Regions from separate parts of the Mus musculus genome. Here all the other regions are linked to region 3. A link is a contact called in public Hi-C and promoter capture Hi-C data. All regions are on one chromosome and are shown on one strand. The core of a region is the stretch at or near the end of the contact, and the rest is flanking DNA. Distances in the headings are between cores, read along the strand shown.

Region 1 (2,773 bases), core at 65-2,564, 530 kb before region 3:
ATGCTGTGCCTATCAGCCGTGGCCACACTAGAAGAGCCCTGCCCCCTGGAAGTGAGACCTGCCTCTCCATGGAGTTCTGGTCCAGTTTCTGCTCCGCGGTTCGCACACCTCAGCCACGCCTCTCACTGGCCACACAGACCTCCACCCTCAGATGCACATCAAGCATTTACCCAGAGGTCAACCCCAGGTATCCTTCTAAACACCTGTCTTCCTCCCCTCCCTTTTTTCAGTGCTGGGAATTGAACTTAGGGTTTCATTCGAATGACCTCTGGTTCATACTACATACACACTTCCACACTTCCACATGCATGAATCTGTATACACATGAACACATACATGTAACACAGACACACAGCCACTGAGGAGATGCAGAAAACCCCTCCTATAATGATTGTAACATGTCCTTAAGGGGTTCCTTTTGCTCCACTTTATGGGACGTACTTCTATTCTTGCTCAGTGACTGTCAATGATGCGTGTTGTTTTTAGTTCCCACCATTGTCATTTCCGGTGCCCGTGAAAGCAGCTTTCCCCATCTTCATGACAGGTGCATTTAGCCACTCCTTTTGGCTAGACACGGGAGCCCTTTTCAGATGTCTACAAGCAGCTCAAACAAGGCCTGTCCCAGACTTGAGACCCACTCTGTAAATACCTTCCAGGCAGCTGCCAACAGAAGCTGTGTCTCCATCAACTACAAACCTTTGGCTTCTTCAGCTTCCACCCGTCTTTACTCTTTACTGTCCAGCTAAGGATCATGGCCCTCGACACTCTTTTATACCACTTCCCACCTACATTGGCTTCTATGCCCTCAGCTAACACGCACAAACCTAGCACTCAATGCCTGGGCTGGCCTCCTGCACCTCTGTCTGCCTCCTGTGCTCCTGATGAATTCCAGGACTCTGTTGATCTCCAGGCTTTGCCCTAATCAGAAAGATCCCATTTGGCCCTCGGATCCAGATACTCTTGGATCCAGATACCTCTGCCATCAATGGCCACACCCTGCCAATTAACCCTCCATAGATTTCTCTAGACCCAGCCACCAATGCTCTGCCTCACAGCCCAACATCCCTGGCCCCTAACTGGGTTTCTCATCTCTAGTGTTGCCCTCCCACCCAGCCACTATGTCCACGTACAGAGTACAATCTGAATACTTCTACGTATTTTTTTTCCAAATAAAATTACCCCAACACCACCCCATCACCACCCAACATTAAAAACCTTCCCTTAATGGGAGGAGGTCCCAGGGTACACTGGTATTTCCTTGTTAGAAGCTGCCCTCCCCCCACATCGCTTTCTAAATAGCTTTTAGTTCTCAGAGGCCTGGCTTACAGGTCAGCAACTCCAGGAAGTCTCTGAAAGCCTCCTGCCCACTCCCATTCCCTCCCAGGCTCATTAACCATATTCCTTGTGTGTCGCCTCCTCTTCTGGGTTCACTGTGCAGAGCCCTGCTCTTACTCCACCTGCCTCAATCTTCACTCCGCATCCTGAAGACAGGTTTTGTCTTTCCATCTCACTTACCTTGATGTCTTGGACCCAGCACAAGGCTTGGTGCCACAATGTGACCAAGAGCAGGGCCGAACAGACCTTGGCAAGCATCTTGATGTATGGCCATCTTCTATACAAAAAGGCATCTTCTTCCAACGGATGGACAGAGGCTGGGGCTGTTGGACATCAGAGGACAAGTACCGAAAGCTAAGCAGCTCCCTAAAAGGCCAAGATAGTTCCCAGGAGACGGCTTCTCACACTGTATGCTGGCAACCTGTCTATTTTTGCCATAGCTCTTTTTTTTTTTTAAGGCGATCTTTTTATAAACAAAACCTGCCGGTGGGTTCTAATTTGTATGTCTTTGCCTACTAGTGAGGTGAACATTTTTCCATTTATTTGCCTACTAAATACATCCCCCCCTCTTCTAGAATTAAGCTTCTGGTTTGCCATAGGCACTGTTAAAGGAGGTTGGTCTCTTAGGAGATGGCTCTGGGGACAGAGTTGGGAGTGAGCTGGCCAGGGTCACATGGAAGTTGCCGAGAACAAGAAGGACAGAGACAAAGAGGCCCAGGGAAGCCAACCTGGGGACTTTCACGGTAAGTGAGTGTGGCAGAGGGAGGGACAGGGCTGCCTGCAGGTTTCTGGCTTAGTCACCCTTCTGAGGCACCCTGTGCAGAGTGCTTCCCACAGGAGCATAAGCGCAAGGTGGGCTCATTGAGTAAATCCTAGGCACATACGTTGTGGAGCTACTCCACGAGATAAGGGAATCTGATGTAAGTGGCCTTCTTGAAAGAGATCATAGAAACTATTGCAGGGAGTGGGCAGGTGGAGAATGGAGATATGAGTTATCAGAAGGAAGAGACCATGTGAGCGGGGTGCATCGGCCGGTGCCTTTAGCAGCTGAAGTCAGTGGAGCAACAAAGGCTTGCTCCAGTCACTTGGCTGGTATTAATTCCAAGTTCAGGCTCAGCCTCTGAGGATGCTATTCTCATTACTCCATCTCATACATGAGGACTGATGCCCAGACAGCCAGTGTTGCTAACAAATGTGACACCAGGTACCTGGGCCCCGTATCTGTTCTTACAGATGAGATGCTTATAGACAAAGCTAACAAACAAAAGACCTAACCATGGGCAAATTCCAGTGCCCACTCCCTCCAAGCCAGGTCTTGGGCCTTTGAGCTATGTGGGAGGAATACCAGACCTGGTGGAACTGGCTGACACCGACCTGTGTCTGTCCAGTTCTTTGCTCTCAGCTACCAAGCCACAGATTCCTTTCTCCTCTTGGACCT
Region 2 (3,078 bases), core at 249-2,748, 640 kb after region 3:
CAGAGTGGTTACCCACCATGCCCGAAACCCTAGCTCCATCCCTAGCATGGCATAAACCACTGTGGTAGTCCACACCTGTGATCCCAGCACCCTGGAAGTGAGAAGATTAAGGCTCCCATTGGTTACTTACTGATTTCTAGGCCAGTCTGAGATTCATGAGGCCAAATCAAATCAAAATTCATAAGAGAGAGAAAGCAATTGACATATTAATTAGATGAAAGATATTTTCAAATATTGCTTCCATTCTCCCATTCCAGTGTGCCTTCCTGCTCTCTTGGGAAGAGGTGAGGTGGAAGTGGCTTCCCAGAATCCCTTGCAACTGGTATTTTATTTGTTGTATCTATTTAATTCGGGGCAGGGTCTTATACACCCAGGCTGGCCTCTGAATTCAAAGGCAGAGGGTGGTGCTGGGCAGACTTCACATTTTACTTTGCTTCTCTCTCTCTCTCTCTCTCTCTCTCTCTCTCTCTCTCTCTCTCTCTCTCTCTCTCTCTGTCTCTCTCTCTTTCCCTTCCTTCTCCCTCCTCCTCCTATTTATTTATTTATTTATTTATTTATTTATTTATTTATTTATTTGTCGTTTTTTTTTTGAGACAGGGTTTCTCTTGTATAGCCCTGGCTGTTCTGGAACTCACTTTGTAGACGAGGCTGGCCTGGAACTCAGAAATCCGCTTGCCTCTGCCTCCCGAGTGCTGGGATTAAAGGTATGGGCCACCATGCCCAATACATTCAATTTTTAAAAATTAAAAAATATTCAAAAACTAAAAACTGGGTGGAGGGGGGAAAGAATAGTAAATAAAGTCACCACATGTGGGATCAATAACTAATTAATCATAAATTATAATATATATAATCAACAACTAATTATACTATTAACAATAAATATAAATAATTAATAGATTAATGGATTATTAAGTGCCATATCACTTGGTTTTTAAATTTTAAGAGCCAAGTGATATGTGCATGGGAGTGTCACCCATAGCTATGAAATCAGGCAAACAAAATCGACCACAAAGAAAAACCCCAAAGTTCCACAGAGTAGAGGGTTGAGAAATGAGAGGAAGTTTAAACTTTTCTATTTCTTGACGTTCTATTCGACTAGAAGGCACATGTGTGTCTAGATATATTGTATGCCAGACAATATTAAAATATCTAATTAGGAAAAATAATCAGATTTGAGTTTAACAATCCCCAGGGGTTTCAGACACCTCCTCCACTCTGTTTACAATCTTAGGCAGCTTTCGGCATCCGGGGGGTCTGCGATTCCTTTGCCCACGCACCCCGCACCCCGCCCGGTCGCGTGGAGGCAGAATGATTGGCACCTCCTCCCAGAAGCCCTCGGCAGGGAGCGAGCGCCTCCTGCTGGACAAGAACGCCAGCACCCCTAGGGAGCCGTTGCTGGGCACCACCAGGTCCTGCCTCCCACCCCTTGGATCCAGGACCATCTTCTCCGCATCACGTGCTTCTTCCCTCAACCCCCCCCCCCGGCCCCCCAGGAGTAGAAGGAGAAGGAGCTGTAGCAGCTCAGATGTAAGCGGTTGGAGCTTTAGGTCGGAGGTCCTAGTGCGTTCAGGGACTGGCTTGATTCAGAGTCCTGTTTATAGGAGTGGGGTATAGATAGGGCTGAGATTTCTGCTCCGTGTGGAGCTGGCTTTTGCATTTCTGGGAGAATCTCCTCTTTTCTGCTCTCTGTGTGCTTTTGGGCAGTCTCTGAACCAGCTAGGGTGAAGCGAGATACCTCATTTCACAGTGTCACTGATAAGTAGTGACTTTTACCCTTTTTCATTTAAGCAGAAAGCTTAAAGGGTAAAAAAGCTCTTGGGAAGCTCAGAGGAGTGGCCCTATCTGGATAGCTTCCCTTCTGCAGACTAGTGCGAGGAGTGGGGGTCGGGGGAGGGAGCATGTCTAGGAGGTGAGTTGGCAAGCCGGGGAGGACTACCCAGTCAGGCTTTCCCTGAGACCTCCCTCTTTTCCACATAGGCCTGTTGACAAGTTTTTAGCCAGGGCTGGTGGACAGAGGACATTGTCTAGGTTCCAGGACTCTCTGTGTGACTTCTTGGCTACTGGAAGCTCCAGAAGTCTTTGTGGTACATCACTGGACTTCCCAGATAGAGTACTGGTCTGTACAGAGGGGCCAGCAGGAATGGAAGAGGCCAGCAGCCCCAGCTTTAGACAAGCCACCACTGTCGAAGGAATGGTTTCCCCAGAGGATCCTACACTCAGCAAAGAGGGGCTCAGTGCAAAGGGCCCGCCCCCATCTCCAGTCCTGCCCCCTTTCCGAAGGAAATGCAGGAAGTGTGGAATCTGTCCCCAGGAGGAGGAAAAGTCAGGTTTTTCCCTGAGGTTTGGTCAAAGACCAGATGGGGACCCTCCCGAGTGTGCTTCTCCAGAGGCCTTTGCAGGTCCCCCAAGGCTTCTTTCTTCTAAGGACACTGAGCCTGGAGAGCCAGGTGGAAGTTGGGTGGAATGTGCTGTAGAAACCGAGGTTGAAAACATGCTCTTTTCTAAGGATGGGGTTGCGCCAGACAGCCTTGATCACCTTTTTGAATTCCCAGGGCTCTTTGGAGGCGAGCCCCTTAGTCTGGTCACCCAGGAGCCTCTTCAGAGTCCAGCACTGTACCCAGAGGTGCTGACTGAGGATTCTACAGATCAGCAGGAAGTACAGCCCGCGTTTGTGGTTGGCAGCCCTGGCACTCCACCTGACCCGGTGGGGCCAGAGGACAAGGCCCAGTCAGGGTCCAGGATGGAGCTGGAACAAGGACTTTCTGCCCCAGCCAATTCCTGTGCTAGCTCCCCAGAGCCCTTGGGTGGGCTCGATGGTGCACCCCTAGAGCAGAGAAGACCTACACATGTGAAGAAGCGGCCTTGGACAAGTCCAGATGACTCAAGCCAGGATCACGCAGAGGGAGCCAGTAAAAAGGATTTTCCCAGACTGGTAAGTTGAAGCTGATAGTTTAGGGTAGGATGGCTGGGTGTGGCACTTAACAGAAGTAAACTCCAGTGTCTCTTATTGAGCGTCTTCTCTCGGACTTGTTCTGTTTGGTTTGTTGGGGACTGAACCCAGGGCCTCACACACGC
Region 3 (3,082 bases), core at 474-2,973:
GAGCTCTGAGGGACGGCAGAATCTGACATAGACAGCAGCAAGGACAAAGGTCCAAGCTTGAAGGGGTTTCTGGACTTAGTAGGGAATCGGTTTTTCACACTAAGGAGCTTAGTGGGAGCTGCCAGGAGTTAGAGATGTGGCCTTGGGGACATCCCTGCCAGCTCCTGGGCAAGGGGGCTGGGAGGGAAGAGGCAGCCAGCCCCTGTGACTACCACCCTTGCTGCCTGTTGCCTAGCACCTTGGGTAAACAGCAGGCTGGCAGGCCTTGCCCTTGCTCCCTTCCTTCTCTGTGACTGGCAACAGCTGTCCAGCAAGAAGCCCGGAGGTCTGCCAACATCCTCCCCTGGAATATTTCAGGGCTAAGTCAGAAAATGACCAGCTGCCTCCAAATCTCCTCTTCTATAGACCTTACATGGGTATATTGGGTTGCTCTGGGCTTTTGGATTCCTCCCTCTTGCAGTCTACAAAAAGATGCAAAAAACACAGCTCCGGGAGACACTCCCAGAGTGTGCACAGCCACAGCCACCCCTACCCCTCAGCTGCCACACTGGCACATGGCAGCCCAGTCAGGCATACAGTCACACATGGTTATACACCTGCTCCGTAGTCTGCAGCCAGCACCCACTTCCCCTCAGGATGATCACACCTGGCACAATCACCCTGCTCTCACATCATAGAGCTGCACTTCCACACGACCACCCAGGACCAGGACTGGAAGGAAGTCACACTGGGGATACAACCTTAGACCCATCTCTTGCTGCACACACAGAACCTTCGCCAGATGTTCCCAGCTGTGGGCACAAGGATCACAACGCACAAGCTACCCAGTCAACAACACCCGGGCATCAGTCCTCATTCGCCATCCCATAGGATGCTCTAAGATCTGATTAAACGGAGTACAGCCTTCTGGCCCTGGCCGCTAGGTGCACAGCATTCTTCTGCGATTGAATCAAAGCCCTCCTCCCTCCCTGACTCGGGGACTGAGTGGGAAAAAGTATTCAGAGAAAGAATGCCTGGGGCTCAGGTTTGGGAAGGGGTCCAGCAGCTCGTCCTGGGGGGAGGGGGAGGGTGCCTTCAGTGTGGAAGTCTAACTAGGACACCGGAGGGTCGAAGACTTAGGGGTGGGTGCGTGCCTTGAAACACAACAGAAGTGACTGAGCAGGAGCGACAAATCGACCTCTCAGAAGACCCCAAGAAACCTTCCAGGGCGAGGGGAAGAAACCTGAATTAAACAGACTCAACTTTATTGCCTTAAGCCGTTCTTCCTCAGCCGTGGCCCCCAGCTGTCCCCAGACGCATGGGGTGTGGCAGTTAACCACCCCCCCCCCTCTCCAGCAGGCGCCTTGCCCCACCCCCTCATGACAGCTGCAGGCCACCAAGAAGATGACCCGGCTCCAAGCCCTTGCGTGGGTGGGGATCGCAAGGCGCCGACACGAGGGGCGCTGGATCCCTCTGGGTACCCCACCAGTAAATCTTCCTCCCGCCTTCATTGAACTCGGGGGGCAGCTCCCCTGGGACCGAACAGCCCCCTCCTCTCCTCACCATGCAACCAGGGCCAGAAGGAAAGGTGGAGAGATGAAAGGAAGGTTCGCGAAGTGCCGCTGGGCCGCCCCCTCATCCCACCCCACCCCATCCCCTCCCACCCTCTCCCCGCCCCCAGGGCCGCGGGGCCCGCGCCCTCCTCCCGCGGGTAATCGTCCGGCCAAGTGGGCGCGTCCCGCCCGGGCCGCCGGGATCTGGTGTCCGCTGCAGCTGGCAGTGCGGCGGGCGCCGGCACCGGCACAATCGCCGACGGCGTTGGCTATTAATAACACTCCGGGCGAGCCCGGGGTCGCGCAGCCATGGCCAGCCCGGAACCCCTGCGCGGCGGGGACGGCGCCCGGGCCTCGAGGTAGGATCCTCTAGGGCTCGTGTCGCCGCCCAGTAGGACAGGGGGTGCTGGGTGGGCTCCCATCCCCGACCCGCGGCCCTTTTCCCTTGGCTGTGGGTAGTGGTCATGCCCGGGTGTGGCACGGGGCGGAGCCACCGGGGAAGGGAGATGGGAGGCCCTGGCTTGGGGACCTGACACCTCCGGGGGTCTGTGTCACTCCTTCCACAGGCTGAGTGCGATTAATCCTTTCAGGCTAGCAACCTGTCAAAATGTAGTTGGCCTAACTGACTAAAGAGTATAAGTTTTGGGTCTTTTTTTTTTTTTTAAAGTCTTATTTTTCCCGTTTCTTATTCACTTGTTAGCGGGGCTAGGGAGAAACCATTTGAGAATTCACTGCATTTGAGCCACTTGGTGCAGGGTTGGGCACCTGCCAGCTTGAAGTTGAGTCTGTTCGGTCAGCTCTCTCTCCCTGGTGTGGCTCAGGGTGGTGGCCTAGAGAGGCAGTTGTTCTCCTGGCCTAGCACTGGGCCCTGGCTGAGCCCAACAGCTGTCCACACTGGAACTTTACCACTGGGGATTGTGGAGTCATTTTGCCTCAGGTCACATTGTGGCCCAGGGACTTCCCAGTGTATCAAATTATGGGAATACTTCCTGGTAAACCCTGTTGTCACATGAGAAGACAACCCTAAGCTGGGTTCTTAACACATTTTGCCTGTATTCCCTACACACACACTAATAAGCTTGAAGCCAGGCACGAACCTTTGTTTGCATGACATGTAATACACACGTCCAAGTCACAGTCTGATGGACAGCATAAAGGAGTTGCCCAAGTCCTCTGGGACAGAGACAGAGTGGCAGAGGTGTTGAGGTCAGGGACCCCAGCTGGGCCCTGTCCCTCTCTTGCTTGGCCTCCTGTAATCTGCTTCTATGCCAGCTCAGTAGAGAGGCAGTTAGCCGAGGACAACCTCTGGTACCCAGGGTGGTGTGGCAGCCTGTAACTCAGGAGGCCTGGGTTCTATACCACAGACCTGCCACTTGACCTTGGGCACAACTTCCCCTGGAAGTTCAGTTGTTTTCTTCTTGCCTTCCAAGGGCCCCACAAGTAGCCCTGTCCTCAGGACATCCGCTCTCATCCAGTGGACAAACGTACCTGTATAACTTAAAGTCACTCCTCCTGATGATGAAACTGCATTCCATTCAGAATGTCCTGAA
Region 4 (2,747 bases), core at 171-2,670, 570 kb before region 3:
TTGGCGTTCGTTCTCCATCACCTCTGGCTCCAGCACTCTTTCCAACCCCTTTCCACAAGGGTCCCCAGGCCTTGAAGGGAGGGCCAAAGCTCCACTTCTAAGTTCTATCACTGGAGCAATCTCAGGGCCCAGTACCTTGGGAATCTCAATCCTGCCCAGACCAAAGTGTAGCTTCTCTCTAGATCGAAACCAGCCCCAAATTCTAAGGATTTTGAAACAGAGCAAAGCAGGTCTTGAGTGGCTTCCAAGGCTGCTGGCATCTCTATGATCTCCAAGAAGATGGACAGAGAGAAGAAAGATACCCACAGGCAGTCTATCCTTCGTTGGAGAGCCTGTATCCTGTGCATGCCATGTTTTTCTGTCTCTGAGAGAGCCCTTTCTGTTTGGCAGTTGGGAAATCTGAGGCCCAGGGAGATCGCCCCAAGAACTTGCATCATACAGTCCTCAAAATCACGGGTAGTCAGTGAGGGGCTGGGCCCAACTCCACACCCCATATCCTCAGCTCTGCACCCTCAACCAGGCCAAGGGACACTCCCAATTCTTACAGTGACTTGGGGCCTCCTTGCCTCTCCTCTTCCCAGCCCAATGCTCAGAGAACCTGGGGGTTCTAACTAAGGCTGTATGTTGATTTGCAGATCCAAATGGCTACCTCTCTAAGCTCTTGAGCCCCGGAAAGGTCCACAGCAGGCTTGAGAGCCTGGGGCTGAGCCTGACAGTGTGGGTGTGATGCAGATGAGACTGGTGGCCCCACAGAACTTTCCGTGGAGCAGCTGTGTGCTAAGGAATACAAAGACCCTCTCCCCAGAGACGCAGATCAGTGGGCTTGGCATTGTTCCTGCCTCCCACTGTCTGGCCCATTCTTCCTTTCTCTCCAACCCCCACCCCTCCATAAGCCTCTCCACTCCTCGACTCTCACCTCCCAAAAGGAAGGCAGCTGGGGGAGGCTTAGGAGCCACTGGGCCTCTCTGGGCCTGTGGAACAAAAAAAAAGACCGAAATAATTCTTTCAACCTGATGGGGGTTGGGGGGAACAGAGCAAAGCAGCACCTGTCAGACTGCACAGTTCCTCGGGCGCAGAGGTGATGGCTGGCCTTCTGCCCAGCCAGCCCACTGTGTGTCAATGAGGAAGGGGCGAAGGCGGGAGAGCCGAGCAGGCATGCTTGTGCTTGTGAGAGAGCGCTGTATACTGGAGGAGAGTCTGTTTTGTTACGGGAGCATTTTTGTTTAAAGCTGGCTGGCTGCCCCAGGAGGAAGGTGGGCAGTTGAGACTTGCGGGGGGAGGGCAGGGGCAGCAAAGAGGAATGTGTCTTCCCTGGGGGTGTTTCCTCCAGAGAGGCAAGCCCTCCTGCCCCAGCTGGGACTGCTCCCACTGACAGCTGTTTGGGGGCAAAGCCCCTCCCCCATGGCAAGCTCCCTGCTGTTCCTGCTCCTGTCACCTTGGCAACCAGCTTCTTTAGGCTGTGCAAATAGAAAAGGTCCCTTATGCCCTGAAAGAGTGTGGATGGGGGAGGGGAGGCAGGGCAGGAGAGCGGAGCCTAGGATGTTGAGCCTTGGAAGGGAAGGCAAGGGGTCTGGCCTTGCCCTTCTTAGGGCTAGGGAGACTGGATCATAGAAGGCAGAAGAGGGCAGGCAGAAGGGTCCTGTGGGCCCGGCCTCTGGGACAGCCAAGACCTAAGGCAACCTGACCATAGCTCCAACTAAGAGGCTTGGTCCTTTGAGTCACCATTCTGGGTGATAAACTCTGGGCTCTGGGTAACACTCAGGCCCAACCCGATGGTGAGGAGACAGTTGCTGACCAGGAGGAGTGTGTTGTTGTAAAAGGGGGTTGGAGAGTCTCTGAAGCTCCTGGGCCCCTTTCACTCAGATGGACCTCCAGATGCCAGGCCTTTGTTCAGTCTCCTCAACCGCCTCAGGTTTTGACTCCGAGGGGAAATCTTCTGAAGGGCAGGCCTGCCACGTAGCTGTTTTATCACAGAGTGGATTTGTGTCAGGGGGCAGAGATTTCCATCTGTGATAGGCTGGGCAGAGTGATGCTTTCTGGTTCAAGGATTCTTGAGTACTGTGTATATTCCTCCCAAAGCAGCTGCTAAATTAATGGGTCACACTTTCACTAGGGAAAAAAAAAAATGCAGTAAACAGCTAAGCATGCAGGTGAGCCTGCTATCCAGCTGCAGGTGGAAATTGCCAGCGATTTTCCTGTTAAAACAGTAGAGCCAGCCTTGAAAGTTATCCCAGCAGTGTAGGGCCAGATTTAGATTACGAAACTCTTAGGCTTAGGGAAAACTCAGAACTCATTAATTATCAGCGGGAGGTGGGGTGGGGGGTTACCCAGGATCCTTCACGGCGAAGGTGGGTGTGAATGCGTGCATACACGTGTGCCTGCATTATGTGCGGACATGCCTGTGTTTGTGCCAAGAAAGAGAAAACCAGTTGTGTGAATTTCTCCTTTCACCCTGTCTTAGTCAGGGTTTCTATTCCTGCACAAACATCAGGACCAAGAAGCCGTTGGGGAGGAAAGGGTTTATTCGGCTTACACTTCCATACTGCTGTTCATCACCAGGGAAGTCAGGACTGGAACTCAAGCAGGTCAGGAAGCAGGAGCTGATGCAGAGGCCATGGAGGGATGTTCTTTACTGGCTTGCTTCCCCTGGCTTGCTCAGCCTGCTCTCTTATAGAACTGAGACTACCAGCCCAGAGATGGTCCCACCCACAAGGGGCCTTTCCCCCTTGATCACTAATTGAGAAAAT

The links. Promoter capture Hi-C pulls out the DNA fragments that hold promoters and counts their contacts. Hi-C and Micro-C count contacts between places; a contact is called where the count stands out from the background.
Region 1: a contact with region 3 is called in a promoter capture Hi-C map of liver, with 2.6 times the contacts expected there. The contact joins the promoter of A3galt2 here to the promoter of Sync in region 3. A contact is called at or near these places in 4 of 39 promoter capture datasets (hematopoietic stem and progenitor cells, hippocampal neurons, liver and 1 more) and 1 of 115 datasets of contacts at active chromatin or transcription factors (pancreatic cancer cells).
Region 2: a promoter capture Hi-C map of pre-B cells shows a contact between it and region 3, with 2.3 times the contacts expected there. The contact joins the promoter of Spocd1 here to the promoter of Sync in region 3. A contact is called at or near these places in 1 of 39 promoter capture datasets (pre-B cells) and 1 of 115 datasets of contacts at active chromatin or transcription factors (pancreatic cancer cells).
Region 4: a contact with region 3 is called in a Hi-C map of embryonic stem cells, with 2.5 times the contacts expected there. The contact joins the enhancer-like site here to the promoter of Sync in region 3. A contact is called at or near these places in 1 of 39 promoter capture datasets (embryonic stem cells), 1 of 484 Hi-C or Micro-C datasets (embryonic stem cells) and 1 of 115 datasets of contacts at active chromatin or transcription factors (pancreatic cancer cells).

The regions. Positions count from the first base shown.
Region 1 is chr4:128,757,944-128,760,716 of GRCm38.p6, forward strand. It overlaps A3galt2 (alpha 1,3-galactosyltransferase 2 (isoglobotriaosylceramide synthase)), which reads left to right and starts at 1,315. Exons shown (of 5, transcript NM_001009819.2): 1 at 1,315-2,078. The coding sequence starts at 1,966.
Region 2 is chr4:129,927,269-129,930,346 of GRCm38.p6, forward strand. Spocd1 (SPOC domain-containing protein 1) reads left to right here and starts at 1,499. Exons shown (of 15, transcript XM_017320505.1): 1 at 1,499-1,530; 2 at 1,981-2,935. The coding sequence starts at 1,529.
Region 3 is chr4:129,285,898-129,288,979 of GRCm38.p6, forward strand. It overlaps Sync (syncoilin), which reads left to right and starts at 1,724. Exons shown (of 5, transcript NM_023485.3): 1 at 1,724-1,891. The coding sequence starts at 1,842.
Region 4 is chr4:128,714,606-128,717,352 of GRCm38.p6, forward strand. All of the region lies in intron 7 of Phc2 (polyhomeotic 2), which reads left to right. Among named protein-coding and RNA genes, the nearest start is that of Gm33712, 12 kb to the right of the region's middle. RefSeq lists an enhancer at 1-2,410. Within about 2 kb of position 1,421, at least 118 of the 459 cell types and tissues checked have an H3K27ac peak or open chromatin away from gene starts, as enhancers often do. A contact at or near this core is called in embryonic stem cells, where this site is marked.